Regions from separate parts of the Gossypium arboreum genome. Here region 1 is linked to region 2. The links are chromatin contacts, called in public Hi-C maps. All regions are on one chromosome and are shown on one strand. Each heading gives the region's core, a stretch centred on a gene start, on an enhancer-like site or on the middle of the called end of the contact. The rest is flanking DNA. Distances are from core to core; before and after follow the strand shown. Region 1 has its middle 40 kb from the start of LOC108472497. Region 2 has its middle 16 kb from the start of LOC128283864.

Region 1 (5,898 bases), core at 861-3,360, 280 kb after region 2:
CTCTTCTTTTCTATTTCTCGAGAAGAAGCAACACCTAAGTAAATAGTTTTCATTTTTGGGTGAACCATCTACCCAAATCTAACTACTAACCTCCACAATCTCTCACCCAAGTCTACTCACCAAACTGAAACTAACTTAGTACCCATACCATTACCTCATCACCAAATTACTAACAAAAGCACACAAAATCCTAAATAAAGAAAACTAGGTCGATTGGAATTAATGATAGAAATTGGGTCGAAGGAAGTTTAAAAAGCATTTTTGGTTTTAAGAGGTTTTCTGGTTTATTTTGGGAAAATTGGGGCTAAGAATGTCAAAGAGGAAAGGAGAGGCTTTGCTTTGGTATAGAAATCCGACTGAACGATGCTTCGACGGAGGTATTGGCAGTCAGATGAGGCTGTTACAGTTTGTAGTTTAGTGGAAAATTAAGGTTTTTTTTTTTTTTTTTTTGTTAAGAAAGGAGAAAAAATAAGGGTTTACTAGAATTAGTATCAAATTGTGTAAATTTTAAGAGTTATTTTTTTTAAAAAATTATAATTAAATTGATATAATAAATAAACACTAAATTTTAAATTTATTAATTATGTCAATTGTAAAAGAGAGGTCAGGTTATCATCAAAGCAAGAGATTATTTTTCCTTACAGAGTTAATTAAGAAACAAATTCCAAATCATGGCATGGCCTCTATTTATTAGGAGAATTATTCTCACGTTCAAAAGCTATGCGAGAGGTTGTTTTTCAGAAGGGGCATCTTCCTTTTTTGCATCTATCCTCTTCTCATTTTCAGATTTTTTTCTTCTTCGTCTTCAAATACCACTTCTTGTCTCTTCGAGTGCACGCCGAATTCACCGAATTTATTTATTTATTTTATACCTAATAACATAACTGAATTACAAATAAAGGAATAGGGTCAAATTCTGTATAAAAAGAATTAAATTCTGCTGTGACCAAAAATTAATTAAGCTCGTGACTAAGTAAATTGTAAAGAAATATTTTATAAAAAAATTGCAAGCAAATAAATAAATGGAATTTTCAATGATAATGGAAACAAGAGGAATCAAAATATTAAATAGAAAATTCGAAATAATGAAGAAATAATTAATATGAGGAAAACTCTAGCCTTAGGTGTGATATTAGTCTCAGTATTGGATTGATCACATATTATACTAGGTTTTTCTTACTCATTCAAAAGTTGGTTATAGCAATCAAATAATAATTTTATATCATCAGCTTTTTTTTTAAATTAACTGTGATTAGTTCAACAATTAATCATTGCAAATCGAACAACTATAAGAGATATTTTTAAAAATTCAATTTTGAATAGATTTACAAATTAGAAATACTCAACTTTAATCAATAAATTCAATTGAGTGATATATTTAAATTAAATTACCATTGCCATGGTACAACTCAGTCACCTAATATTCAATCAATTTATGTTAAATTATTGTTGTTATCATTATTAGAATAAATAAAAAAAACCAATTATGGGTCTAGTTACTAAACAAGTGATCCTACTTGAAATGATACCACAAACAATAATAAGGAATGGAACCTAATCCCATAAAATAAAGAATGACTAAATAAGAGAAGATGAATACTTGAATCTCACAATCATAAAAAAACTGGAACTTTTATCCATGTTCAGCTAGAAAATATGAAAATTATCCCTCATAATTTTAAACATCGAAAATAATACTTTTTTAAGGGGATCTGGATTATTTTATTCATAATAATAAAATAATAAAATAAACAAACCAAACAACTAGAAAGAATTCAAAACCAATTAGAGAAAAAATCGAGACCAAACGAAACCAAATAAAACAACCCAACATTGAGTTGGCATCCACTCGATAGAGCATTCTCGAATTCTATCTCTTCTAAGGCCATACTCACTTTCCCTTTCCATGGACAATCACAGCACCATGGAATCCAAAACGACAACGTTTGTTCCTAGGTAACAATCATATCGTTCACTTCCCTTGATCTTAATCGAGGCCCCCCAAAACTCGTCGAAAACTCGAAGATCACCACATCAAAAGAAACCCATCTACTCTGATCCGTCCTTCAATCCCGATCTTCGTACCCGCACCTCAAATAGCAGCAATACTCAATACCCTTCCCCACCTTCAAGCCTCGTTAAAGTTCCTTGTCCACCAACAAACACCCAGTGTGGTGCCATCATAGAACATCTCCACCATTTCTTCCCCCTACCCCCACATGTCGGTTGTGTCAATCATTGTCCATCGCATCCCTCACAAAGTCCGGCACACACCCTCACCTAAAGGGGTGGCATGGCCCGAAAGCCCGCCCGAAATGTAAGAGGGTTTGGGTAAAAATATAGACCCGAAAAAATAGCCTGGGTAAAAAAATAATGCCCGTTTAAAAAACAGACAAGGCCTCGGGTAAGGCATTTTTGGCCTAAGTTCAGCCCGAATTCACTAAATGAAAAAAAATTATTTTTTTAATATTATTTTCTTATTATTTTCTCCCTATTTTACTACTATTTTACTATTATATTGCTACTATTTTGTTGTTATTATTTGGATATTATATAAAACTTATTTTATTGTTAATTTTTTATTATTTTAAAGACATTTACTAATTTTGTTATTATTTTAGAGGAATTTGCTTGTTAAATTGCATCTATTTTAGTGTTATTTAAGTATACATATTTTTAAAATTTATTTTCAATTTGTTGAGAAATATTTATTTTAATGTTTTAGTATTTTGATGGTTTATATATATTTTAAAATTATATAAAATAATATAAAAATTAATATGGGTGGGCGGATTGGGACTCGAGTTTTAACATTTCTATTCGGGCCGAGCTTGGGCAAAATTTTAAGCCCATTTTTGCGGGCTGGGCCTAGAAAACGGGCCTAAATTTTTAGTTGGGCCCGGCTCGGCCCGGCCCATACACACCTTTACTCCCATATCTTCTCAACTCCTCTCTTACTAATAAATGTGCAACCCTATTCACATCTCTAGGATCATGTCTAAATAAACATTTTGTGAACCCCTCTACTTTTTTCTTTGCATCATATATATAAGCCCCTATAACTGACCCATCTTCACTCGCAAGACCTCAACTTTTTTTTATTACCAATAGGGAAATCTATCCCCAAACTCACTACGTGGAGACATGCAAGGGCCTCCGTTGCAAAACTCTTAGGTATGTGACAATTTACAATTGTTATTGAGCCCACCACTTAACCCCCCCAATTTCTAACAACTATCCCTGTGCAGGATCTCCTATCATTCCCTTGAAATGTTGCATCGAAATTTATTTTGAGGAAAGGAGCCTTCAGAGGCCTCCAACGTTCATTCTCAACCCTTCGAATGGGTAATTTCCTCTGTACCATATCAACTTCTCTAATGTAGGACTCAACCCTTTGTACTTTATGTTTTGAGATAATAAGATCATCTTGCCATGAATTAATCTATTTCTTGCGGACCACATGTACCATAGGGTACAAATCACAATCCTGCATGTAGTAGTAGAGAACGTGGAAACAATGTAATTAAGCCATTCTTGCAAAGATCCATTAGCAATATCATCAGGCCATTCGAAATCTAACTTTCTCCATATTTTCGCTACAAAAGGATACCTTCTAAAATATGCTCAGAGGTTTTGACATCTCCTGTAAACTTCGAGCATGTTGCTAAACTTCGCAACCTATTATTGTACAAATTATAGTAGCTAGGAATGTGATTTTTAAAGATTCTCCATACTATAATTTTTATTTTCTCTAGTAACTTTATTTGCTAGAGCTCTTAAAGAAAGTTGTATGATTACCGTTATTACCAGTAGACTCAGCATTTTGAATTAAGATCTTATAGTCGCTCCATACTGTAAAATCACTCGACAGCTCCTTCCCTTAAACCATCATGTCCTCTTGCAGATTCCCAGCAATAGGAATACATGGTACGCTTTGGCAATTTCCTCATCCAAATGCACAATAAGTTGTTGCTCATCCCACTGTCTTTCTTGATGATTAATCAATTCGGACACTAACCGAACTGGTGAGTTCCTTTCACGTGGTTGTATTTTCCATTTAGGCAGCCCAGGAACCTATATATCCTCCCATATTCTGATATTGGTCCTATAACCCACTTGTTAATCCAGTCCCGTTTGGAGCAAACCCCTCATAACATAGATGCTCTTCTAGGTATATAATTGGTAAGTATCTGTAACACCCCTTACCCGGTTCAGTCATCGAACCCAAGTAATAGGATGTACAAACAAATACAAATCAACTACATGCAATTTATTAATCAAAATCTAAATAAATATTTAATCATATTCTTGTAATCAAATATAATAATAATTTGCAATATGTATGAACCTATTTGTGAAGTCCAGACATGAAATAAGATTGAATTTGTAAAACTTTCAAAATTTAGTATTAGTATTGATATTTAATAGCTTGATATCAATACCATATCGATACCTTGTTTAAGATCGATACAAATCATGATACTACTTGTTTTGTAAAAGAAGGGTATCGATATTTTTATGAAAAAGTATCGATACTCATATAAATATCGATATCATTTCGGCATTCTGTTTGTTTTAAAATTGTTCATATGGTCAGGTATCAATACCAAACGCTAAAATATTGATACTTAAGTTCAAAAGTGGTAAAAATCTATGCCCAAAGCACCTAAAACTCAAATGGTACCCTTTGGAAATAATTAAGACTTGAAATCATCAAACAAAACATATTAATCCATAAACAATTATCCCTATATTTAACTAATTACCATTATAGCATTATCAACACTATTTATACAAAATTTTATCACATTTCATACAATATCAATATGCCCTTAATGACACCTTAAACAGCAATCAAACATGCATTCATTCAACCATTCAAACAAACTCACATTTAGCTCCCTATCAATCATATAACTCGTGAGCTAAGCAGTAGCAAAATCATTCAAAGTTAGCATATGCATACCATCTATCAATATATAATCATGCACCAACCAAAACTATCACCTAACTTATTATTCCCGCAATCATCACGCCATTATGCACATAACCAAACTACTTTAGCAAGATAACATCAATTTGACCAATTCCATCAACCACATATATAAACAGTTATACACTTAACATTCAAATACCATCAAGATACAAAATGATCATATTAACCAAAAAACTTCTTAGGTATATGCCAAGACAAAAATTTAAAACATCACCAACACTTGAGTCTAGGACTATTACTAACTATTACTGGATACTGAGTCGTTGATTGATTCTTTAAGTACCTATCCTGCGCAAAGAAAACAAAACTGTACGCTGAGTATAACTTAGTAGTATTTCTATGATCCGAACATTTAAAACATAATATAAGTCATAATGATGCATAAACTTAATTAACATAATATGCAATATGTAAAATCAATAGGCTAATTCACATAGTCATTAATCCCAATATGCTCATTTTACCAATATTAAGACATAGCAATTACATTTCATAAGTCATTTGCAAATTCAACTAATGTAATGGCACATTTCATCTCAATTTCTCATTTCAAGTGTTCATTGAACAAATACAATCAATATTCATAATTCAGTACACTATTTCATATTCTACTTCACATTTCATTTCATTCCATACCATTTGCTATTTCAATGGAATTGCTATTTCTATATCATTTGCCATTTCAAAATCATTCTCGATTTCACCATTTATTTCTTTTAACACGACTCGGACAGATACACTAATCCAACCAACACACCAGTTTGGCACCTAGAGTTGTGCCCAACGCTATTAATAAGTTGACACCTAGTGTCTCATCGGTTAAACTATTCCTATCCTTTGGCATGCCAACTATCCAACTTTGTCTGAATAGTTAATAAGGTTTTCATTTCATATTTCATTAT
Region 2 (5,428 bases), core at 1,234-3,733:
ATATTTAAAATGAATTTAGAGATTTTTAAAAAAATTTCCATTTTAAAGAGCTTTAATTTTTCATAAATTTTATTGAAAATAAAAAATATTTTTAAATATTTTTATAATTTTTATGTACTTTTAAAGAGTTTGGACCAAATTGACAAAAATTTGTAAAAATCTTAGAGCTAAAAGAGTTATTTTACCTTTTTTAACAGCTACATCATGAATTCTAATGAAAACCTGATGGATGTGATAAGATTTTTAAATAAAAAAGTATAGAGATTGGAGACTAAGATCTCAAAATTAAAGTATAAAGACTAAACTTTAAATTTTAGAAGATTATAAAGAGCTTTGGGAGATTAAAACCATTTGAAAAGTCAATTCCAAGTTTTAGTAGGCCCAGAGGCGTCGTTACAAGTTTAATGGCTACAATAACTTAGGGGCCAGCCCTTCTGAAATTCATCCTGGGTTTAGGCTCTTATTGCCCTCGGTTTCTATTATATTCCCCATGAATTGGACCCAGCCCAAAATTACCCTGATCTTTTTCTTTATGAATTTTAAATAATAAAACCAGAAGGAAATGTTGATGATGATTCTGCTATTAGTCCTTGTATTTAGAAAAAGTTATGGATTTAATTCTTATACTTTTATTTAGTTATTTTTAGTCCTTGTACTTTTCAAATTTTAAAATTTCTATCCACACCAAACAATAATTGTTAAATTGATCAAGTAAGGTTATGCTATTTTTAAAATTTGATGCGCCAAACATATTATCATATTTTTAATGTCATATTAACTTATCATTTTCACATATTACTCACTAAAAAGATTCAATTAATAGATTAACGACAACCATTTGCGTTAAGATTGCAATTTCAAAATTTGAAAAGTATAAGGACTTAGAATGATCCAATTGGATAAAATGGACTAAATCTACACCTGTATGAATAGTGAAGGATTAGTAATTGAAAACAAATTTACCTACTACTCTTTGTGTCAGGACTAAAATTTCAAAATTTGAAAAGTAGGATTAAAATTGACCAAATTAAGAAGTACATGGACTAAAATTAATCAAATAAAAGTAGAAGGAATAAATCCACAAGTTTTGCAAAGTACAGAGACTAATAGCAGAATTTAACCTAAAAAAAACAATTAAAGGGTAAAAGTATAATGGGAGCCATTGTATTAAGAGTTAGTTTTTATTTTGCCCTTTTACCCAAAAAAAATGGGTAAATTAGTCCCAGTAAATTTGATCAAAGAGTAAAACTGATCATTTTTGTTAAAAATTTCATCCATTTCTGACATTGCTAACAGAATAATCAGACAATTATATATGACGTGTCATGTGTACCTCATTTAAACATACATGGATAAATTTTTAACAGTAAAAATAGATAGAATTTTTAATAGAATGATCAATTTACTCTTCAATCTAATATATAATAATTAATTTATTATTTTTTTTCTAAAGAGAACAAAATATAATTTGCACTTGAAGATCCGAAGAGAAAAATGTAGATGTGTCAAACATTCTAGTACATAGTATTAGCATATAGTATGAAAGCACTAGATGATAGGAAATGCAATTTATAGCTGATAATTAGTGGTATGATGTGATATTTTAACTATACAAATCTAATATTTAAATGAAGCTCCAAATAAGCCAAAGCCAACAGGAATGCTGCTTTCAATTGTTGATGTAAAGCCGAGGAAGATGTGCCAAGTGCCACGCGGTGGTACAATAATTTCAGTGTACCAGAAACAGCTCTTTATTTCTCATAATCTTGCAGGCACCAGATGCTGCAAATTGATTGAGTTATGAGATTAAATTATTAATGAGAATATGGCATGAAATAATGGAGAATTTATTTTGATTCCTTCTGGCTAGCTTGTTCTGATTCTGCCAATAATTTTAGTTAGTATTTCTTCTCTACCCAATTCACCTTTCTCCTAAGGATGCTAATCATAAGGCCATATGCGTATAATATATGATTACGAATTGAAGAGAATGAATATACCCTTTTATCATACACATACACTTAAAAATACTTTACCTTAAATTCCGATAACCTAGACCTTTATCTGCGATGGTTTGATTCTTCTCATGTGTTGATTCTAGGTTTATATGCACCACTAATTTTTTTATTTGTTTTCCCCGTACAAGTTTCTGGATTTTGGCAAACTAACAAACACATTTCCAATAATTTAAATAGACGAAGGGTTGTCATTGTCAATCAACAACTCAAGTGACCACAAAAAATGTAGATTTTCTCTACACTTGATGAGTAAACGTTCAAAGCTAATGACCCCAACTTCCAATATTCAACATCAGGTAGGTATAGCCGTACAGATGGCAAGTTGAAGGAGACTGAAACTTTCTTTTTTTGTTTTTTTTTAAATTTACCTTTCTGAATGTTAAAGAAAAGATGAAAAGGAAAGAACAAGAAAGGCATGTGATGGTGGCGGTGAATAGTGGGACAGATGCAGAAATCCAAGCAGTATAGGAAGCATAAGATGATAGAGAGGCTAGAGGTAGCTGTTTCAGTGTGTAATAATAGCAGTAGGAGATAAAGACTAATGGAGCCGTGACCACCTGCAGATAACCCAACTTTAAAATTATCTGTTTCTTAGTATACCCAAATGGCAATTGAATTATTCAGAAATTGATCTTAAATTGTAAGTCATAATAAAAGGAGCTGAAATAGTTCTTAAGCGTCTCAATTTTGAAGTCAACACAAACATGTGATGTTCCCATATCCTGCAATTTGTAAACCTATAGCACAACAATGATATAAGTCCACTAGGCCCTACCATTTGGGATCCCCCTTGCCCCACACTTCTCCAACGAAATAAGTCTGCTAGGTTTGGACGCCTTTCTCTGCCTAAAAAACCTTCATTTTTTAAAGGGTAAATTGCACTAAGAGTCACCTCCTTATTTGTAAGTTTTCATTCCAGTCAATAGACGGTAAAAAGTTTCAAAATCATCACTAAATTTGGGTATTTGTAACGTTTGGTCATTTGTCCATTTGTCCATTAACCCCTTGACAGAATTATGAGGTCCAATGTTTTATATAGGATTGATATCTAATTTAGCCCATTAAATTTCTATATATTTTTAACAATAAATCCAAAAACATCTAAAAAATCATAAAATTCTAAAACAAATTGAAACTTTATTTTCTAAAACTATAAAAAGTATTTTTAATGATTATAATTATGTGAACTTTCTAAAATATTTTAGCCACGATTTAGCCCTTAAACTACATTGATTTTCTTATTTTGCTATTTTTTTCTCAGATCGGTACTTACATTCTGTTTATCACTTTAGTCCAATAATGTTAAAATATGTTTTGGAAACCAACTAACAAATGTCACCTATTAAATTGTGGCACGTGGCACTTCATCATATTAGAATACTCCTCATGGCATCTATGGAGATAAAAATTAACATATATATAATAGAAAATGGAAAATTGATTTTTAAAAAAATAAAATTTTGGAAATTTCTAAAATATATAAATAAATATTCAAAATAAAAATTAGTTAAATTTCTAGAAAATTAAAAACTTGGTAAATTTTAAAAATCTAGAAACTTTTGGAATATATAAATATAAGCTAAAAATAAAAATTTTAAAATTTTAAAAATAAAAATTTAACATTTTGTTTAACTCTAGGAAACTAAAAATATGTCAAAATTCAATATATGTATATAAACTCTAGACAAATTACAATGATTTTAATATATGTTGAAAAAAAACCTAAAATATATTGAAAAATTCTAAAACTGGAAAAAAATTAGACATTAGAAAATTAAAAGCATATATAATTAAAAATATATAAAAATTATTGAAAATGGTAATAACTTCAAAAATATATTTGTTATAAAAGACTCAACAATAATATATATATATATATATATATATATATATATAAAGTTTCTTAAAATATTAAAAGTGTAAATTAAAATTCAGTCAATGTTGATCAATAATTAATCAAAGTCAACTGTATTGTTTTAAAATTGTTAAAATTTTTACAGACTTTTTAAAATATATATATTTTAATTTTACAAATTTTAGATTATATATATTAATGTAACGCATAAAATTTATATATATATATATATATATATATATATATATATATTTGTGATTTTATGACATAAATTTGTAGTGCTTTAATAATTAAGTGTTCTAAGTGTGTGTGTGAGGTCCCAAGTTCAAACCTTTCATTGGGTAAATTTTGGTTTTTTTTTTCTGAATAAAGTCTTCACCTTGTTCAATAGACTTATATTTAAGTATTTGTAAAACCATATTAGAATGGGCTTATTGGTTTGGTGGTTAAGTTGAGTGCTAGATTGCTGAAGGTTTTGTGTTCGAATCATTGCGTGAGCGTGGAGTCTATTTTTGCTTGTTTGACAGTGAGAGTTTCGGTCAAACAGGAATTTTGAGTAGGGGGTAGTTGCTGGAGAAAAATAAGGGGAATTTGAGATATTGGAATCCTTTGTTTTTTCAAAATTTCATTTCTTTCTCTCCCTCTCAAAGTTTCTGACGTTTCATTTGTTTTTCCTCTTCCATTCTCCCTGCTGAAATCCTCCTCTCTACTTCACTATCATTACTGTTTCTTTTATTTTTATTTTTTTCGTTCTTTCTACAAACAAGTGACCAAGGATCATAGTTTTTGCGCTTTTGAGCCTTGTTGCTAAGTTGATTAAGTGTGTTTCGAATTTGTAACGAATATTCTGTTAATAGGGGGCTGATTTTGGTATTTAGGTGGAAGATAGGGCTTGAGTGTTGCGAAATTACCATTACTTGCTCGATGTAAGGAAGTTGTTAGATTAAGGGGAATGTTCCTTTTAATGGTGACTTTTAGAATTGTGAATTAGGGGATTTACTGAATGATACTTTGGTCGAATATAGGTTCTGGAGTGTTCAGGGTTTGTTTCAGCATCAAACCATAACAGGTGTGTACCCGAAACGCAGGAAACGGGGTTCGACGAAAAGTTAAAAAACCATTCTGTCGGCGCTACACCGGCGTGTGGTCGTCTGTGTGGTAGGCCGTGTGCGACAACACGACCATGTGACTGACGAGGCCAGGCTGTGCGCGCTAGACACGGCCGTGTGATGGCCAGGTAGGCCCTGTGCGACATACGAGGTAGACAGAATTGGGTCGTATAGGCTACACGAGCGTGTGGACCCACACGGGCGTTTGAAATTTTGGGCCAGGCCGTGTGATCCACACGGTCAAGGCCAATTTGGGCCATGTGGGCTGAAGGGCTTTAAGCCTGTTATCTGGCAGCTCAACTGCATTATTCGATTTATGTGTCATATTTCGGTACAGCATGGTGTGTAGGGATGGGTGGGTTGATTATATCCCCACATGGTGTGTAAGGCTAGACGGAGATGGTGTGTAGTGGCTGGTGGGTAGGATTCTAATATTCTAATCTACA

What was found. Hi-C and Micro-C count contacts between places; a contact is called where the count stands out from the background.
Region 1: a contact with region 2 is called in a Hi-C map of leaf, with 3 times the contacts expected there. The contact joins two enhancer-like sites. A contact is called at or near these places in 2 of 5 Hi-C or Micro-C datasets (both in leaf).

Annotation. Positions count from the first base shown.
Region 1 is chr11:45,650,376-45,656,273 of ASM2569848v2, forward strand. No RefSeq gene overlaps it. Among protein-coding and RNA genes, the nearest start is that of LOC108472497, 40 kb to the right of the region's middle. Within about 2 kb of position 2,111, at least 2 of the 2 cell types and tissues checked have an H3K27ac peak or open chromatin away from gene starts, as enhancers often do. A contact at or near this core is called in leaf, where this site is marked.
Region 2 is chr11:45,366,113-45,371,540 of ASM2569848v2, forward strand. No RefSeq gene overlaps it. Among protein-coding and RNA genes, the nearest start is that of LOC128283864, 16 kb to the right of the region's middle. Within about 2 kb of position 2,484, at least 2 of the 2 cell types and tissues checked have an H3K27ac peak or open chromatin away from gene starts, as enhancers often do. A contact at or near this core is called in leaf, where this site is marked.